Linked DNA regions of Pan paniscus: region 2 is linked to region 1. Evidence: chromatin contacts called from public Hi-C data. All regions are on one chromosome and are shown on one strand. The core of a region is the stretch at or near the end of the contact, and the rest is flanking DNA. Distances in the headings are between cores, read along the strand shown. Region 1 overlaps PRKCE (protein kinase C epsilon). Region 2 holds the start of PRKCE (protein kinase C epsilon).

Region 1 (2,627 bases), core at 95-2,594:
GAGTGACAGAATGTAATCATTATCAAGTACCAGGTACACAGTAGGCGTTCGATAATGGCAGCTTTTGTTGGAACGATGATATATACCTACAAGTTTTCTTTTTTTTTTTTTCTTTGAGACGGAGTCTCACTTTGTCACCCAGGCTGGAGTGCAGTGGTGCGATCTCGGCTCACTACAAGCTCCACCTCCTGGGTTCACATCATTCTCCTGCCTCAGCCTCCCGAGTAGCTGGGACTACAGGCGCCCGCCACCAGGCCTGGCTAATTTTTTTTGTATTTTTAGTGGAGATGGGGTTTCACCGTATTAGCCGGGATGGTCTTGATCTCCTGACCTCGTGATCCGCGCGCCTCAGCCTCCCAAAGTGCTGCGATTACAGGCGTGAGCCACCACGCGTGGCCATACCTATGAGTTTTCTTAAAACCAAATTGTCAAAAATGTGGGGCCTACCAGGTGTTAGCCTCCATCCCATAACATCGTGGCTCAGGTCACCCTCAGAAGGAGACACAGGGAATCCTAAGTGTATTCTGGGAGTGACCTCTGTGGCAGACCAAGGGACACAGCTATGGCCGGGACACCAACAGCTTCTGCTATAATCTCCCCAATTTTTTTTTTTATTTAAGTGCAATTATTTTTATTTAAGTACAATTATAAAACTATAAAGGGAACATTTTTAGAGGAGTAAAAAAAACCAGATGGACATGGAATCTTTTCTTCCCAGCCAAAGGGGATCATCTTGCTCATCCCCTGGGAGCACTCTTCTTTCATGATCACTGTCCCAGGAGCCCACAAAAGGTCCAAGCATCTATGGAACTTAAAATACAAGTACTGGAAGGCTTGTGTCTGTACCAGGCTCTGGTCCTGATCCTGGAAATTCAATGTCACAGTCTGAACAGGTGTGCCTGCTGATTGATTATAGCCTGAAAGTACAAGAGGGACAGGCAGAGCTTTTGTCCCTGCCCCTTTTAATAAGAACACATACCTGCAGTAGGTTGTGGATTGGAGGAAGTCTCTCAGAGCCGGGAGGAGACATTCCCTACACCAGTGGAAAATCTTTGGGTCTCCAAAATCACACTTCTTTAACTCAAGTTAAATGAGGCCTTAAGGTGCTTAACTGTTAAGAAATAATAACAAGAAAAATCAAAGATTATGCAAAAAGAGGGGTGCAGGGGCTGCAGGCTGTCCTTAGGGCATCCTCTGGCCTTGGTGGGTAAGGTTAGGAAAACCTGGCTGCATTTTCTGAACCCTTCCACCAGAGCCACACGGGGGCACACTAGTCAATGTTTTGGATGCCGGGCCTCCCGCTGGCTTCCTTTCGGTACAGAAACCTGGAGGAGGAGCACAGTGAGGGCAGAGGCGCTACTGGATGACTCCTTGCTTGGCCCACGGCCACCAGGCCAGTGACTCAGGCAGATTGTCCTTGAGTGATTCAAAACCACGTGGGTGCTGGCCCAAAGGTTTCCCCTTACTTTCTAAGCATGTTCCCAGCATGGCTGGGACACGGGTTCCTGAGCTATTACTCAGGAGAGCAGGGAAAAGAATTGAGTGAATAAATGGAAGGTCTAATAACCTCTTAACCTGATACCAGGAAGGCAAGTGAGTAACCCCCAAGGGGTGCTTGGGGGCACAGCAGGCAGGGGTGGGCAGGGTAATAGCTCATTCTTCAGTGGGTCGCCATAGCATCCTTGGCGTGACCAGAGTGCTGGCCCTCAGTGCCTGCCCTCCTAGGGTGAAGGATCAGCCTCAAAGGCAGGGCAGCAGGCTGGCTCCCGACAGAGCCTCTTGACAGAGGGTGTCCTATGAGCATACACTGCCGCCTCACCAATAGACATGGGAACCCCAGGGGACAGACCAGGGACCAAACCCCAGCCATCAGCAGGCACTGCAAGGCGCCAGCCAGCCTGCACTCCAGGACTCCAGTGTGCCTGCTTTCCAGAGCACAATGGGTCCAGGTGCACACAGACACAGCAGACAAACCAGAAGAGAAGGCATCTAAGTCACCACCTTCTATCAAGAATTCAGCTAAGCTGCGATTTTTTTTTTTTTTTTTTGAGACAGTCTCACTTTGTCGTGTGGGCTGGAGTGTGGTGGCATGATCTTGGCTCACTGCAACCTCTGCCTCCTGGGTTCAAGCAATTCTTCTGCCTCAGCATCCTGAATAGCTGGGATTACAAGCACGTCACCACGCCCAGCTGATTTTTGTATTTTTAGTAGAGATGGGGTTTCACCATGATGGACAGGCTAGTCTGGAACTCCTGGCCTCAAGTGATCCACCTGCCTTGGCCTCCCAAAGTGCTGGGATTATAGGCGTGAGCCACCGTGCCCAACCCTAAGCTGCAATTTTATATGAAGACCTTGGAAAAGAAAAACACTTTTGTTTATAAATATGGTATAGTATGCAAATTTTAAAGTATTAATATTTTTTAGCTAAAACAGTACTTCAAAAGTTCTTAGCTTGAGGCCGGCTCTGAGAGGAGGGGGTTTATTTTCTTCTGCCCCACTTATCTTTGGTGAATGGAAGAATGTTTGTTTAATAAAAAGTCAGTAAAGCAGAGAATCATGCAAAGAAAAGATGTATGTACTTTAAGTATTTTAACTAACAATATTCAAACTGAAAATACTGAAAAACA
Region 2 (2,627 bases), core at 48-2,547, 280 kb after region 1:
CCGGGTTCCCGGAACGACGGGGAGGCGCCACACTCACCCAGTCCTCGAAGTGGCGGCTCCCGTTCTGCAGCAGCTCCTCAAACTGGATGGTGCAGTTGGCCACGAAGTCGTCGTAGCCTATGGGGGCATCGTGAAAGACAGCCAGCTCGATCTTGCGCCCGTTGCACACATCGGTGACGAACTCGTCGTGCCAGGCCGGGCTGTTGGTCTTCTGCTTGGTGGCCGTTTGGCCGATGCGCGAGTCGTCCACATTGAGGGCAATGTAGGGGTCGAGAAGGAAAGTCTGCGGCCGGGGTCCCACCGCATGGCGCAGCGACCAGGCTGTGGGCTTCAAGCTCACGGCCTCGCAGATTTTGATCTTAAGAAGGCCATTGAACACTACCATGGTCGGGGCGGGGAGTGGGGGCCGGGGTCACTCCGTCTGCCCCGAGGGCAGGAATGAAGAACCGACGGCCCGGCACTCCGAGCCACAGGGACTCTTGGGTCCCCTTTCGCCCCACCCCGCACACTCCCTACACCTTGTGGCGTTGCGCCCTGGCGCGGGCGATTCTCAGCCAGTGCATGTATTTCCTCGCCGGGTTCCTAACGGAAAACAGGGAGGGGGGAGAGCTGGGGGATGTCCGTGTTTGGAGCAAGTCTCTCCCCCCGACCACCAGCTGCACCTCCAGAAGAGAAGACGAGCTGTCGGCTCCGCTGCAAGCCGCGGGGGCTGCCTCGCCGCCTCGCTGGCTCTCCGGCTCCGGGCTGCGGGAAAGCGGGCGCCGCGCCCGGCGCTTACCTACCTTTCCGAAACATAATCCCGGGAAATTTCGACTCCGGGAGGGGGATGGGGCGGTGGGACGGGGCGGGGACGAGAACCGGGGGCGCAGATTTCAACCCGGATCCTCTTCGCACACTCAGCGCCTGCCTCTGACCGCGCGGGGCGGGGGGGTGAACGGAGGGATGTTCAGTCTATCCGGAGGGATGCATGTCGAGAGGAAATGGTCCTCCTCGGAGCCAAATTTTTAAAAATCCACAAGCCCCACGGCCAGCCGGGGCCGCCGCCTCCTGGGCGAAGCAGCGCCGCGCCGGAGCCGGCGATCGGGAGGCGCCAGGAGCCCGGAATCTCACATCCGCGCGGGCTCGGAGTCCGGGCGGCCGCCGATCCGGCTCGGGGGCGCAGGCCAGCACCGGGCGGTGCGCAGCGCGGCGGCGGGGCAGGGACTGCGACTCAGCGCGGCCCCACCTCCTGGGCGCCGGCGCCCGCCCTCCGCGCTCCCCGCGTCCCGGCTCTCGGCTGCCGCTCGCTCGCCGCCCGCCAGCCCGCGCTCCCCCGCGGTCTCCTCTCCCTCTGTCGGTGTGCGAGCGAGTCTCCCTCCCTCTAATGCAGGAAATGCGCAAAAGACGTCAGTGTGTGTGAGTGTGTGTGTGTGAGTGTGTGTGCACGCGCGCGCGCGCACGGCAGTGTTTGGGGAAATAGAAAGTTTTGCCGGTTGGGGGAGCAATACGGAAAAAGTGAGCCGAGGAGAGAACGGTGGAGAGCGGGCGAGGCTGCCCGGGGTCGCAGCGGCGGGCGGGGCAGCCGGGGGGCGGGGACCCCGGGGAGCGGTGGCGCTGGGCTGGATGCGCTTGCCGGGGGCCATGGATGGCCATGGATGGGCCCCGCCGGGCCGCGTATCTCTCGGGGACCCTGCGGCCAACACTGTCTTTTAGAGCCGGGGATGGGGGAGTGGAGGGGTCCCTGTTGCCCTAGAGGCCTCGGGACCCTTCCCTTGCCCACCCCCACTCCGGCCGCGGCGGGCAGGAGCAGTCTGCGGAGTTCTGGCCCATCTGTCACTCTGTCCCGGGACGCTGTGATCCACGGCGGTGGGGGAGGGGGAAGGGGGAGGGACAAGCATGGCTCGGGTGAAGTTTTAAACTCTGTTCTTCTCTCTTGCCTTTCTTTGGGGACATTCTCCCCTTTGGGATCTGCCCTGGACTTCGCAAGCTGCGAGAACTTGTTGACAAGTGAAAGCTCGGTAGAGCCCCGGCTTGGTTTGTGGTCTGTTTATTTTTTGCAAAGTGACTGTTCCTATTTGCGCTGGTCCTTATCGGTGCCCCTTTGGGGGACTTCGGCACTGATCAGCGCGCTGACAGCCGCCGTCCGGGCTGCGGGAAAATGGGGCGCGCCCTCCGGGGGGCGAGTGGCTGTGTCCATGCTAATTTCCTCCGTAACCTTTAAACTCTCGCTGGAAGCTACCGCCGCGGCTGGTCACGTGAGGCGAGCCCTGGGCTGCTGGGGAAAAATTTCCTCGGCTGGGAGCCGGGACCGGGCCGGCGGCCGGCGAGGGACTGCCCCGCGTCCGAGACTGGGAACCCGGGAGGGCAGGGCCGGAGCGCTGGGCCCCGGGGCGCGGCCCAGCTGGGACACCCGCGAAGACGGCGGCGGTGAAGAGGTCGGCTCCGCTGCCGGGGAGCTGGGGATTATGCAAGTGGGGAAAGAAAACCTCCGCCCTCGCCCTTCTGCCAAGTCAAGTCTGGGAATTTGTAGGTATTGTGGTAAGCTGAGTGTTCATCTGGCGGGTCTGGTTAGTGTAAACCAAAATTTAAAACGCGCCTCCCGATCACTTTTTCCTCAGTGGGTAAAGGTTATCATTGCCTGCGGCTTA

Evidence for each region. Hi-C and Micro-C count contacts between places; a contact is called where the count stands out from the background.
Region 2: a contact with region 1 is called in a Hi-C map of fibroblasts, with 4 times the contacts expected there. The contact joins the promoter of PRKCE here to the enhancer-like site in region 1. A contact is called at or near these places in 2 of 3 Hi-C or Micro-C datasets (fibroblasts and induced pluripotent stem cells).

Annotation. Positions count from the first base shown.
Region 1 is chr12:80,465,412-80,468,038 of NHGRI_mPanPan1-v2.0_pri, forward strand. All of the region lies in intron 2 of PRKCE (protein kinase C epsilon), which reads right to left. Among named protein-coding and RNA genes, the nearest start is that of PRKCE, 280 kb to the right of the region's middle. Within about 2 kb of position 1,345, at least 1 of the 2 cell types and tissues checked has open chromatin away from gene starts, as enhancers often do.
Region 2 is chr12:80,749,466-80,752,092 of NHGRI_mPanPan1-v2.0_pri, forward strand. It overlaps PRKCE (protein kinase C epsilon), which reads right to left and starts at 1,298. Exons shown (of 11, transcript XM_055108017.2): 1 at 38-1,298. The coding sequence starts at 385.